2 separate regions of the Mus musculus genome follow, and region 2 is linked to region 1. The links are chromatin contacts, called in public HiChIP or PLAC-seq maps. All regions are on one chromosome and are shown on one strand. Each heading gives the region's core, a stretch centred on a gene start, on an enhancer-like site or on the middle of the called end of the contact. The rest is flanking DNA. Distances are from core to core; before and after follow the strand shown.

Region 1 (6,899 bases), core at 1,332-3,831:
TCTAGATTCCTCCCCTTTTCCCATTCAAAGCAATGATTTGAACATGTTCCTGCTGGCAGGGGCCACTGAGAGTTCTCTTTGACAAATCTGTTCAACACTAGGGATCCACTCCCAAGCAAAACTCAGACATCGGGCAAATCATTTCAAAGGTTTGTGGACCCCAGGTTGAGTGAGACCCATATATATATATATGTGTGTATACACACACACATATATATATATGGTTTTCTATAACATGGATTGGTCAGGGGAACAGACAGGTACAGCTGCCCCCCAAGCACTTCGAAGCTCCACAGGACCGTCCAGATCTGCAAGTGTGGTAATCTGCTAACAGATTCAAGCAGGGTTTTTTCCACCTCCTCTCACTCAAGTCTTAGGCTGACAGGCTGCTCTCTGAGCCCTCTTGATGCAAATTGAGAGTCAGATTGAGTAATCACCATGAATAATTTCCACTGGGATCACTGAGTGCTGAGGTTGGCTAGGGGCTAAGAGAGCCAGGGCGAGAAAGGTAAGTTGAACCAGTGTGCAGGGTGTGGCCGCTCAATTTCAGCCAGGACTCGCTAGCCAAGATGGTTTTCACTGTCTGATACCCAGACTCACTGTGCTATGCACAGTCTACTTGCTGGCTTCTGCATCTTCCTTGTACATTGTGTCAATGGGATGGGAGGGGAGAAGCCCAGGAGAGGAGGAAGGGTCATTCGCTTACGACGGGCCATCTTACCTCTGTGCCTGTTGGTGGTTTTGTCGAACATCAGCATCGCATCCTCTACCTGAAAACAAGCACAGAATAAAAGCTGCTTCAGGACTTTTTATGAAATCTACAGAACATTACAAATACAGAGCGCATTGGGGGTGGGGGAGAGGAAAGTGCTTTCCATTGCTAAAGTAATAGTTGCTCAAATAGAGAATGTTTATGGGGGGGGGAACCAAACCCCAAAATCCCCTCAACTTGGCATAATCTTAGTTAACAGATGTGTAGTTTCCTTTGGGGGGGGGGAAGAGGAGAGGAAGGAGAGAGTGGGACCCAGAAGAAGGGAGGGAGAGATTATATTGTATCATTTGCTGTATAAATGACATTACAATATAGCAAATACTTCACCCAGGTCAATACAATGTGACAGCTTGACAGTGTTCCACAGTGCAAGAGGCCACAGCGAAGGTCCCTTCTAATGTACATTCAGTTCATTAGGTTGTAGACAGCAGGCTTCAGAACCCTCACTCTGATGGGCTGGACTCTGCTCTCTAAAACTTGTCGGTTAAAGTCCTAGTTCCGAGTTCCATGACTGGGTGACTACTCTTTATTTTTATTTTTTAAAATATTTAAAAATTTTAGGTGCACACACGTGTGTCCGTGTTTATTTGCAATAAGTCGGTGGGTGCCTGTGGACACCAAAAGGTGCTGGATCCTGGGAAACTGGAGTTTTGCGTTGTCTGATGTGGTTGCTGGGAAAACCCAACTTGGATCCTCTGCGAAAGCAGTTAGTGCTCTTAACCACTGAGCCATCTCTCCATCCCAACTGGATCTTTAAAGCCAACAACATTAAGATGAGTTCATTAGGGTGGACCTTAATCCCATCATATGGACTGTGTCCTCAAATGAGGACAAAGACACAGACAGGGGCTGAGGAACCAACAAGGCCAATGAGGCTAACAAGACCTCAGTAGGCACCAACCCTACCACCACACAATCTTGGGCTTCTGGCTTCCAGGATAAACAGACACGAGAAAACTGTAATTTGTTTGTTGAAACTCTCCAGTCTCTGGTGCTTGGTGGTGGCTGTCCTAACACCCTGGTATACCAATGCTAGGGCTCTTTCAAGGCAATCAAGAACAGAAGTACCCAGGCGGGCATCTGTCTTTCTTCTCACATACCCTGCAACTCTTGGCCATTTCTAACTGTAGGATTCCACACAGATCTCAAGAAACAAGAGACGGCTCCACAATCCACTCCTTTCATTTGTAGATCTAATCCTTTAGGTCACAAGACCCGCCTTTACCCTCAAGAAGGCTTGCTATGCCAGGGTGAATCGGGTGTTTGCTTCATGGATTCTGGACTCAACAATGGTGGCCGAAATGCAAACCAATACAGACTGTGAGCCAGAGCACTCTGTGCTTGGAGCAGGCTGGGTGTGTATGTGGCTGGGAAGATCTTAGCACTCTGTTATGCTCAAAGGCTCCTGAGGGCCAGCTAAGCCACCCGAGGGAGAATCACAGGCCACCCGTCCCTCACTCCTTCTGCGTGAAACAGTGAAGTGAGGATTAAAATGGAGCCTCTGGGCAAACTGAACTTATTTTTCTAGATCCTATCACAGACGACAGAGGAGAGAGCAAAGTCCAGGCAAGAACAGGGAAAAGGCAGGCAAGCCAGACTGGAAGAGATCTGTCTCACTTAAAAATCCCTTCTGGAGGCAGGGCCCCCTTTGTTGCTAAGCAACCCAGGCTGAACAAACAGGCTCCTGGGGCCTCCCCCTTCTGGTGCCCCCCCACTCCTGCAGTCATTTGCTGTGAAGAGGGTATCCTTATATGTAGGGAGCTGTACCCCCCCCCCTTTTCTCCCAGGCACCAGCTGGCAGGAGAGGCAAAGCTAGTTTGAGATCACTTGAACAGGGCCTCCTTCTCTGGGCTCTTCCTGTTCCCATGCTTTGGCGGGCTTCAAGAGTCCCCCCAGACACCTGCTGAGGCCATACGCCTCCCATACACCACCCAAGCAAATCACCAGAAGATCAACCGGTGTGTTTGTACACAGAGCAGTCACACTCTGGCATATGGCATCTCAGACTGAGACCTTGGGATGCCAGAAGAATTCAGATGCCTGGGGCGCGGGTGTAGGTTGGGGGTAAGACCTGCTGCGGGTGCAGGTAAATGCGACATCTGCTTCTTTGCACCCATCTCCACACTGTCGGAGATGTCTGCCAAATCTTGATTTTTAACTGAAAATGTCTAACAGCGAAGAAAACAGCCTCCCTCCTGTGTTGGCCATGTTTTGGTACTGAAATTCAGATGCCCGTAGGAAATAAATATTTTGAATTAAAAAAAAATCTCCCCCCCAAAAAAGCCATGTCTTTCAGCGGTGCGTAATTGGCTCCCTGCTTCTCCTGGCTAAGTTTGTCTGTTTTCTTCTGAAGCCTCCGCATTCCCTCCACCCTGGTGAGCATTGGGGGAAGGATCTGTGTATGTGTGTGTTTTGGGGACAAGCATTGTTGTAGAGAATAGGGCTCTTTCCCCTGCAGCCCAGCTGTACAATGGGACTTTCGAAGACCTCCTGAATAGATAAAAGTGTCAGGGTGCAAGAGAAATTCTATTAACATTTTACAAAATATAACATCTAAGAGAGAAAGCAAAAGCACGAGATGGGAAGGAATCAATACGGGTAAGATCCAGTGCTGAGGCGTGGGGGCACTTTTCAGTGGTTGCAAACACTTATTAATTCAGAGACGCCATCAATGCAATGGAAATCTGGCAGGCCAGCAAGAGCTGAAACCAGGAGAATTTGAATACACAAAGACTGAATAGAATGAAAACCGCCGCCTCACATACGGGCCTGTTTCTCACGGTTCTCGGAGAATCAAACAGAAGCGGCTTGTGCAGGAGTCTCCTTCATGGAGTCTGGAGAAATGAGGGGCACAGCTGAGGTGACTGGTGTCAGTGCGGGAGCCAGTTAACTGGCAGCAATCTCTGCCTCCCTGTCTCACAGGAGGCCCTGTACATGGGGTCACACCTGAACCTAGCACGAAGGAGTTGGCTGTGCATCACAAGCCTTCAGGAAGGGCTGAGGAGGGACGCATGCTGGGGTTGGGGAGCTGTAAGCTGTTGTTTTCCTGACTTGGAAAAGAGAGCATCATTAACACTAGAAAATACTCCTCAAGGAACCTGGTCCTGGACCTTAGAATCAACACTTTGTGTGGGCAATGTCTGCATGCTACTGTACAGATTTCCTTGTGCCAGAGGTGGCACTGGAGGCCTAACTAGTCTTTTGAATCCCCTGAGGGAGAGAAGGGAGACGAGTAGGTGTCTCAATCTTAGGTGGCTTTGTCCCATGCCTTGGAATGAGCCTGGTCTATTTTAGAGAAAAGCTTATTCCAACCATAAGAAGTCTCTAGTAATGACCCAAATAATGGTCCACAGCTTGTGAAAAGCAAAGTCATGGAACTTTTAGGTCAAATAGCTGGGAAGGGGCTACTCTCTGCCTTTGAGCCTGGAAGGTCTAGCTTGTGTGTTTCTGCCTATGGAAGGTTCTAGTAAATCTCTCTCAACATACCAATGGAAGGAGAGCAAACTGATGGGCTCTGGGCCCATTACACATAGCAGATCTGCCCAGAGCCAGTTGGCCCACAGATCTTTCAGGCCCCTAGGATTTGTGTGTCTAGTTAACTCTCAGCTCCTAGAGGTACGTACTCCTGGCCTGTGGTCTCTTTTCCTTCCCCACCATAAACAGTGAGAGACCAGAATGAAGAGATTAAAGCTCCTGGCCAGAGGTTAGAATATTCATACCCAGCACACATGATGTCCCCCGAGGGGACTGCAGACTGCAGCAGCAATCCCTCCTCTACTTGGGTCTTCTCCTGACCACCGATCCTCTAACATCCTGAAGAGTTGAGAGTGGAACCAGGAGTGAAAAGATGACAAGGGAATGCCAATCAAGCCATCCCTGCTTTGACACAGAACAATTCTAGCGTCTGCCTGCATGATGCTCACTTCCCTTGTATTGGGTCAACCCAAACTTGACTTAAAAATCTAGCCAGTGGAAACTTCATTTGCTTCTTCTACATATCCTGCATATATCAGGCACTTCCTACTTGCAAAGCATTGGCCTAAGTACAAACAAGGGCAGGTCCCATGGCTCTGTTGTCACACTAATGACCCAACACCCAATAATTTTGTAGTTTCTCTACCCAAAGAAAGTCTGTTTCCTCATCCCTTTGAATTGGGCCTGGGCAATAAATTGATCTGGTTGGGTTCTGGCCCAAAGCAACTTGGCGAGCTTCCACTTGCTCTCTTGTGGACTTTGGTCATCACCATGAAAGGGGCATGCTGGGGCTAGCCTGCTGAAGGATGATGGTGCAGGACACATGGCGCAGGACACCTGTCCCCATTTTCCACAGCCGAGGCCCAGCTGAGAGCAGGAAGATCATTAAACTGTTCCCAGTGCACCTAGCCAGCAGCTACTGCCTGCAACTGAGGTTCTGCAGTTGGTTACACAGTATCCCTGCAGCAGGAGATAATGCATATGCAACCCGAGTCAATGCACAACTCCAAAAGAACACCTTGCATTCAGAAGATGACATTTTAAATAACACCGTAGAGAAAAGGCAAGAAAAAAGGCAGAAGGGGAAATAGTTGATGAGGGTCCAGTATGAAACCACCAGCCAAGTACCACATTGCAAATGGAACTTCCAGGCAGACACAGGTAAGACCCTGGCACCTAGGTTTTATCCCAGGACCCAGGTTGAGGACCTAGGTCCTAGAAAGGCCAAGGAAAGATGAAAACCTGTTTCTCTTCAAATGAACGCTGTGAAGACTCAACAACAATAATCACCAACCAAAGTCAGTGGGGGAAGCCACGCTAATCCTGACTTCTTTAACTAATGAGAGAACCCTCTTTCAAACTCCTCAAAGGGTTAATACATGCCAGACAGTTTTTCTGGGTGATTCTGAACAGCGTTGGCTCTACCCAAAGCTTAGACTCTGCTTGTCCCAGCTCATGTTGGCTGAAGAAGCAACCTTTAAAGTCACAGTGCAGAGATGCCCACACAAGGGGAAGTCACAAGTTTTCTTTGTCCAGTTAGCTGAGCTCAGTCCCCTGGACTGCTGCTCTGCCCAGGACTTCACAGAATTGCTTTCCTGGGTACAAAGCGGTTGATAGGAGGTGAATAAAGAAAACTTGCTCCCAGGGGAGGGCTGAAGCCAGGAGCAGCGGGTGATTAAGACAGGAAGTGCTACATAGAGTCCCGGTCCAGATTCTCATGTTAGCTAGCTTCACAGTGTCTCATGGAGTTCAAGGCACCTCCCTGTCTGTTCCCTGGTAACATCTGAGGAAGGGGGGGAATTGTATGAGGTGGCCTCTAAGCTCCAAGGGTGAGGATTCTGTAGAGGATTCGGAGAAGAGACTGCAGAGCATGCTGGGAGAGAGGGGGAACAGGGCAGACACAACAACATCTGGGAGCATCAAATTCCCCACTGGAAACTGTTTCCCTTTGAAAACTGTTCTGTGAGGCTGTTCCAGAGCTTTGCTGTGGCCAACACACACCCTAAGACACTTCCTACTTCCTATACCTCCTGGGAGTCAGCACCCCCCCCCCACACACACACACATCATACCTATTGAGAACAAAGCAGGAAACCGCACTTCAAATGGTCCTTAAATCATCTATCCAGATGTGAGGAGGGGAACTGGGAAGGGAAGAAACCTCCACTCTTCCCCCAGAACAAACACTCTTAGATTTCTCTTCCTGCTCCCACATGGATGCTTCAAGAGTTAGTTTAAATCAACGCCCGCAAACGCTGAACTGGCGATACTACAGTGCACAGGGCTTAGTGGCCTCATTGTGCTTTATAAATTCAAGACACTAAGGCTATTTGATGTGGCGAGACCACCTAGGACAAAGGGCTGGAATCTGTGCTGTGTCAAGCATGGGTCACTTCTGCTCCAACCACTGTATCTAGACTAAAGTGGCTCCTGACATGAACCTAAGGTAACTAAATTGTCTTCTGAGGCTAAATTTCTCCCTCAGTATACAAAGAGGGGGTGATGGCTTTGCTCACCATTAACAAGAGTGAGGTGGCAGCAGAGGGGGCAGCCTGGAAAATCCCATTAAATTCAAACTGCAATTTGCATTAGTGGTTTCAGCCTTGATGGCTCCCAAGAGCCCCCTAAAGGCTGTTGAAACACCTGTTGCCTA
Region 2 (6,899 bases), core at 2,105-4,604, 340 kb after region 1:
GATGGAGGGTGGGTTCAGCCCATTGTGGGCGGTGCCATCCCCAGGCTGGTGGTCCTGGGGTCTGTAAGAAAGCAGGCTGAGTAAGCCATGGGCAGCAAGCCAGTAAGCAGCCCTCCTCCATGGCATCCACATCAGCCCCTGTCTCCAGGTTCCTGGCCTGCTTGAGCTCCTGTCCTGATCTCTTCCAGTGATGAGCAGCCATCTGAAAGCACGAGCCAAAAAGCCCTTTGCTCCCCAGGTTGCTTCTGGCCAGGGCGTGTCACCACAGCAATGGTCACCCTAAGACAACACCCATCCATCTGTTCACTTTTGCCGGGCTGGGATCAGAGCCCAGGGCCTTTGGTGGTACACACCTGGAGTCCCAGTACTCCAGAGGTTGAGGCAGGAAGATTAAAAGTTCAAGGTCAGCCAAGGCTGCAAACACCTTCCACTGGATTTTAAAGAGATTGCTGCCAGGCATGGTGGCACACTCCAGTAGTCAGGAATCAGAAGCAGGAGGACAAGTTCACCATTCTGATCTACATAGCAAGTTCTAGCCTAGCCAGGCCTAAATAGTAGGACCATACCTACCTGTATCTACATCTACATCTCTGCCTATATCTATTATAACTATATCTATATCTATTATAGCTATAGCTATATTACAACTATATCATCTCTATTTATATATTTATATTATATCTATCTATCTCGTCTTTATCACATATATCTATCAATATCGGTTATTCAGAGAGAGAGGGACAGAGACAGAGAGACAGAGATTGCCGCCAGGCTCACTGAAAGCACCTATAATACCATCTACTCAGGAAGACTGAAGCAGGAGATTCTTTGTTTGAGAACAGTCTGGGAAATTTAGCAACAATGTCTCTTAACAACAACAACAAAAACTAACTAAAAACCACTAGGCTTGAGGCTGCTCCCACCAGCCAGCACCTGCACAGGACCTTCTCCTCGGTCCAGTGGTCTCTCCTTACCCATCACCCATCTTCTACTCCCCTTCCTTTCTCCTCCCTCCTCGCTGCCCCTCCCTACGGGATCCCTTCTTTTGTCCCTCCAGCGCAGGGGTGTTTTGCAGGCCTAAGCCCCCCTCCTAAACTCTCAAATGCTTGATAGAACAAAAGGCTAACATGGAAGGCAAGCCAGGACTGCTAATGCTGTTTGGTTTCGTTGTCTTTGGTCTCCCACACAGCAGGTCTCTAAGTAAGTGGAGTGCACCTGTCTGCAAGTGTATTTACATGCACACTTCTCCCCCCCCCCGCCCCCACCACCATGAAAAGCAGGGCCTGAGTTGAGGCTAACTCTCTTGTCCCCTCCCCTGCTTCCCTTCCTCACCCCCACCCTTCCCCTGATCTCCTTCCCTGTCCCCTCCCCTCCTCTCCCCTCCTCTGCTTCCCTTCCCACTCCCCTCCCTAAGATCATGATCCCAGTCCTGGTCCCATGGCCCTGGGAATTCCTGTCTAGCGCCCTCCTCCTCTGAAGTGTCTTACTTCCTGTCCTAAACTGTTGCTCTGAGTCCCCACGCATCCCCGTGCTTTTGCCTCGGAGGGCCTCGTTTCCTGACTAAGTAGCAAGCCAGCCAGTACAAAGGCTGAATAAACAGTCAGTAGAAATTAACTTGAATGTTCAGGGAGAAGAACAAAGACTTCCGACGTGAGCCAGGGAAGGAATCGTAATTGCCAGAGAGAGAGGGGCGGCCCTGAGCTCAGGCTGCTGGAGACTTGGGAGCGCGGATGTTGACAGTGGCGGAGACAGGCAGGCGCGCGATGCTGACTTGATAAGTGGAAGAGTGAGAATTCTAATTCAAGGAAGATGCAGATAGAGAGGAGCACGAGAACAGAGAGGAGGGGCCGCTGAGGGGTCCAGAGGCAAAAGGCAAGGTCCCCCTGCTCCCGGCGGGGTATCCTTGCCTGGGCTCCCAGCCCAGAGTAGACGTTCTCATGGGGACACCAACAGTAACCAAGTACGCATTCATGGAGACTCCAGGATAGGAGAAAGGCAGAGGCAACTGGCATTGTGTCTCCAGGGTGGAAGAAATGACGAGTCCTATGAACCCAGAGAAACAGAGAGGGCCCCACCCTAGACCATGGAAGCAGACCCATTTAAGAGACTTCTACAGAGAAGCAGCTGGCACGACCTGTCCTTACCCCACCCGGTGTAGCAGCTTACAGAGGGGTGTGAATGCTCAGAGCCATGCCCTGGAGGAAGGCGTTGCAGGGTAGCATCCTGAGGAAGAGTGCACCCTGGAGAAGGGTCCTAGGAGACAGCCTGCGATGAGAACACAGGCCTCTGTGCCTTGACGGGAAGGAAAGGGAGAAGAGGAGGCTAGATAGATGCCAGGAGACTTCCGAGGGAGGGGAGATTGGTTGGTGGTTCCAGAAATGGGATAAAGGAGAGCTTCCTGGAACATCTCCCCTGGCAGAAAGGAGGCAGCCAGCTCCCAGGACCCGTGGTTGGGGCTATCGGAGGAGTGTGAACACTCTGAACGGCAGCGTTTGCTGGAGAGAGACCATGACAGACCACCCAACCTCCAGAGACCACGAGGAGGGACAACCGGGTCCCTGCTGCCACTGGTGGCCCGCCAGAGTGGACACAGTACATGTTTGTGGCTGGAAAGCCAAGTGACGGTACAGAAGCCTGGGAAGGGTCCAAGCAGGACACCAGGCTTCCATCCTTGGGTAACTTGTGCCCCTCAATGCTAGGTAAAAGCCCCCCAGGAAGAACCAGACCTTCGAAAACCTCTGATTCTTTTAGTTGTTTGGCAAAAGACATCTCCATGCTCTGTGGCCTCTTAATTTCGTAGATGGTGAAAGGCAGAGAATTAAAGAATCAATGGGCAATTAAGGAGGTACTGGCAGGTACTGGCCAAGAGCATATTATTTATTTATTCAGCCAGCCACACTCATTTTTAAAGAGCTAACTTCCATTTTGTTTCTGACACCAAAAATAAATCAAACTAAAAACTGTATACATCATAACTGAAAAAAAAATACATATTTGCATGGTATGTCGCCCCTGTGAAGCCTCAGCTGCGACCTGCAAAAGGAATTTTTGTGTAAAAAAAAAAAAAGAGAGAGAGAGATGAATTCATTCTGCACTGGCCTTCCCTGAGGGTACAGATAGGATCGAAAAGACAAAAATAAGGTTTTAATTCACTAGTGATTTTCCCACCCCGTCTCAAGCTTCTTTTTGATTCTTAGCATCCATTTTCCTGGGTCGTCTTGGGAGGGTTGCAAGATTTCAATCCATTAACACAGTAGTAGGTTGGTGAAATTTCAGAACAGGCTGAGATGAACAGCCACAATGAGGACACAGCTGCCCTGGGGCTCCCGGCAGAGAACTCAGCCTATGATTCAGCTCCTAGCCCATGATCTGGCGCCCTAAGGGAGGGGATCTCTTTGAAGAGCCCTCTTTTCTCTCCTCTACTTCCCCGACTTGGGAGAAATCCAGTCTTGCCCCCTAGTCCATATCAGCTCTCTGATTTTGGAGCAGCTCCTTGGCACTAAATATACCTGCACCATTGACTGTCTTCCACCCTCCCTCCCCTCCTCACCCCGCCCCGCCCCCCACGCACCTCCTCATTCCCTCCCCAGCAAGCGCTTTTGGCGTACTACAGGTATCTTCCCAAGCTACCCCAAGGTTGATTCTAGGACAGTGGCTCTCAAACTTAAGTCTGCATCTAAACTACGTGGACAAAGTGCTACACGGTTCTCGGTCAGTAAGTCTCGGGTATGAGCTGGGGATTTGCATTCCTGTTAAGTTTAATACTGAGACAAGTGCTTGGAGAACCTGTTTTCTGGGATGAGGCAAAGGGAGGGGATACCCGTAGTAGCTTGTGCTGTGGTGCCATCTAGTGGACATAGACCACAATAGCAGCAGTCTGCCCTGTGGAGTGCACAAGACTTCATTCCACTCCTTTAAACACTTCAAAAACCATTCTCTTTTACGACTCTACTTCTTAAGGTGGGCCTTTTACTGTTTAAATGCTCTCTTTCCACCCTCTGAATAAGACCATTACAAACTATGCCCTGCCGAATATGGATGAAATGAAACAGGAAACTGGGTGTTTTGAAACGAAACTGCACACCCTGATTTTGATAACTGTCCCCCAGATACATCTGACCTAAGGCACAACACTGCACACATGGCAGACAGCAGGCCATCACCCAGATCACACAATAATTAGCTCTAACCCCAAACCAGGACCCAAGGATTCCATGTTGTCTCAACCCAGGGGGAAGCACACCACTTTAGAAGTAACTGGACAACCCTGAGGACGTGGCTGTTGGGGAGAACTTATCAGAGCACACTCGGAACCCTAGGTTCTCTCTCCAGCATGACCTGAACTGGATATAGTGGTCACACCTGTAATCCCAGCCTGGCAGTTGGGAGATCGAAATGGGAAGGTTGAAAGCTCAAAGTCAACCAGGGGGTGCTGACGGACAACTTTAATTCCAGCACCAGGGGAGCAGAGGCAGGTGGACCTCTGTGAGTTTGAGGCTAGCCTGGTCTACAGAGCAAGTTCCAGGATACACAGAAAAACCTTGTCTCAAAAAAAAAAAAAAAAAAAAAAAAAAAAAAAGAGGGATGATGGAGAAGGAAGAGAAGGAAGGGAAGAAGAAAGCTGTTTACGGTTATTCTTCTATTTTAAAACTCAGAGAAAAAGGAAAAGACAGGGTCACAAGTTCAAGGCCTGCCTCAGCTACCTGGACTATGGCTTGAGTTTAAGGCCAGCTTGGAAAACTGTCTCAAAATAAAAATGTAAAAAGGGCTGGCGATGTAGCCTAGCGATAGAACACGCGTGAAGGCCTGTATTTGCCCCACCCCAGGATTGAAAAAAAAATGTAGGTTTCAAAGTCCCATTCTTAAGAATCTCTGGTTCAGTGGGCCTGGGCCCAGCCACTTGCAAGCATTATAAATAAATTGTAGCAAACGCTTGAGCCTCTACTGTGAGACAGCCTGCAGGGCGGTGACCTCAGAACCCTGTTCCCTACCTAGCACTATCCAACAGAAACAATCTGAGCCATACTCAGACTCGTGACAATGCATGCTCATTAGCCTCCCGTTAAACATCAAAGGGGCGGGGCTGCAGAGGTGCCACAGTGGTTCAAAGCATCACTGGCCGTTCTCCCAAGGGGTCCAGGTTTGAGTTCCCAGAACGTACATGGCAGCTGCCAAGCATCTGGAACCCAGTTCCAGGGGTCCTGACTCCCTCTTCTGACTTCTTCAAGCACCAGGCAGGCACGAGATACACAGATTATGCTCGCAGGCAAAATAAAATACCCATCTACATAAATGATCACTTTTGTGGCAAAGGAGGAGCCAGGAATGTGGTTTGGTTAGTAGAGAACTTGCCTACCATGGAAGAAGACCTAAATTTGGCCCGTGGCCCTGTGTAGCTGGGCATGGTGGTAAATGGCTGTGCTCTGAGCACTTGTGAAGATGGAAAGATCAGAAGTCCAAGATCACCACTGACATGGGGAACTCAAAGCCAGCAGCATAGGCTACATGAGATCTGATATTGGAAACTAAACTAGACTGAACAGGGCACAGGGGAACTCTGGGACCCAAGATCCATCCTATGCTCACCTTTTGAAGGTCATCTGGGATATGTGCATATTTGAGAAGGCATCACATTCTACTCTCCAGACTCCCTTGCACTTATTATGATCTAAAGGTAACAATGGGGAGGTAATATCCTAAAGGTAATAGTGCATATGAGTGCTGTGTCCTCCGGGGCCAGAGACGTCAGATCCCCTGGAACTGACTTCCAGGTGGCTAAGAGCCACCCGATGTGAGCACTGGGAACTGAACCCAGGGCCTCTCCAAGAGCACATGATCTTAACCACTGATTTTTTTATGTGGATTCTGAGGTCGAGATTCTCACACTTGTACAAGCAGTAACTTTACTGAGCTATGTATGTAGCACATGCACACCCCCAAATACTAATCTTTTAAAATACGGATTTTTTATTCTGTGTGTCTGTATGTATATGTGCATGTGAGTAGCCACAGGGGCCAGAAGCATCAACCCTTCTGTAGTTTGGGGTTACAGGCAGTTGTTAGCTGCCCAGCGTAGATGCTAAGAACCTGACTCTAGTCCTCCAAAAGAGCAGCATTCTTTACGGCTAAACAAGCTCTCCAGCCCCCAAATGGTAATAATGTTTAATCATCTCTTAGTGAATAACTTCATCTCAGACCAGTTAAGTCTGCTCAATTTGGCCGATTTCAAGTTAAGTGTTAATACACAACCAGTGTGGACCATCGAAGCCCTGGGAAGGACCTCAACCTTTGATGAACAAAGGAACAGACTCCGAGTGATTAAAATGAAGATCAATATCCAGGTGCAGTGGCTTGTGCTTATGTGGCCCAAGTTACTCGGGAATTTAGGCTCCCAAGCACCCAGAGAGAGCAGGGAGCGTGGATACCAGAAGACACAGGTTCAAGGCCAGGTTCAGCCTATTGTGAGCCTAGTCGCTCCCTCCCAAGAGGTTCCAGGACCCCATAGAAAAGTGGGGAAGGCCCCCCCTTAGGCATGTGCCATCTGTTATAGACTCATCGGCACACTTCCACAGAGTACTTCCTGAAGGCTCTGGACCTGTCTCAGCTTTGTAGCCCTTAGCAGGTTTGGCATACTCATGCAGGCACTTGGTGCAGAAACCCACAGGAGCAGTCACAACGCCTTCCCTGTCATCCTGCCAGGAAGCCCGGAGAAAGACAAGAACTCCATCCCAGCTCAGGGAGGAAGTATCAGCCATCCTTGCCCAGAGCACCGGGGGTTTCTCCAATGCCGTCTGTCTCCACCAGATGTCAGCTGGGCCTGCTTCTCTAAACAAGCAAGCCAAGATCTCAGAGATTTTCTTTGTAAAGATACAAGTCGACCTCCTTAAGAGGAATCTTCA

The links. HiChIP or PLAC-seq counts read pairs in DNA pulled down with a chosen protein or histone mark.
Region 2: an H3K27ac HiChIP or PLAC-seq map of stem cell-derived neural progenitor cells shows a contact between it and region 1, with 5 times the contacts expected there. The contact joins two enhancer-like sites. A contact is called at or near these places in 2 of 15 datasets of contacts at CTCF or cohesin (large pre-B cells and pro-B cells), 10 of 484 Hi-C or Micro-C datasets (the HL-1 cell line, LSK cells, the N1E-115 cell line and 5 more) and 10 of 115 datasets of contacts at active chromatin or transcription factors (differentiating embryonic stem cells, embryonic basal ganglia, embryonic brain and 7 more).

What each region holds. Positions count from the first base shown.
Region 1 is chr11:88,479,285-88,486,183 of GRCm38.p6, forward strand. It overlaps Msi2 (musashi RNA-binding protein 2), which reads right to left. Exons shown (of 14, transcript NM_054043.3): 7 at 722-770. Among named protein-coding and RNA genes, the nearest start is that of Mir378b, 130 kb to the left of the region's middle. Within about 2 kb of position 2,582, at least 77 of the 459 cell types and tissues checked have an H3K27ac peak or open chromatin away from gene starts, as enhancers often do. A contact at or near this core is called in stem cell-derived neural progenitor cells, where this site is marked.
Region 2 is chr11:88,819,392-88,826,290 of GRCm38.p6, forward strand. No RefSeq gene overlaps it. Among named protein-coding and RNA genes, the nearest start is that of 4930556N13Rik, 29 kb to the right of the region's middle. Within about 2 kb of position 3,355, at least 52 of the 459 cell types and tissues checked have an H3K27ac peak or open chromatin away from gene starts, as enhancers often do. A contact at or near this core is called in stem cell-derived neural progenitor cells, where this site is marked.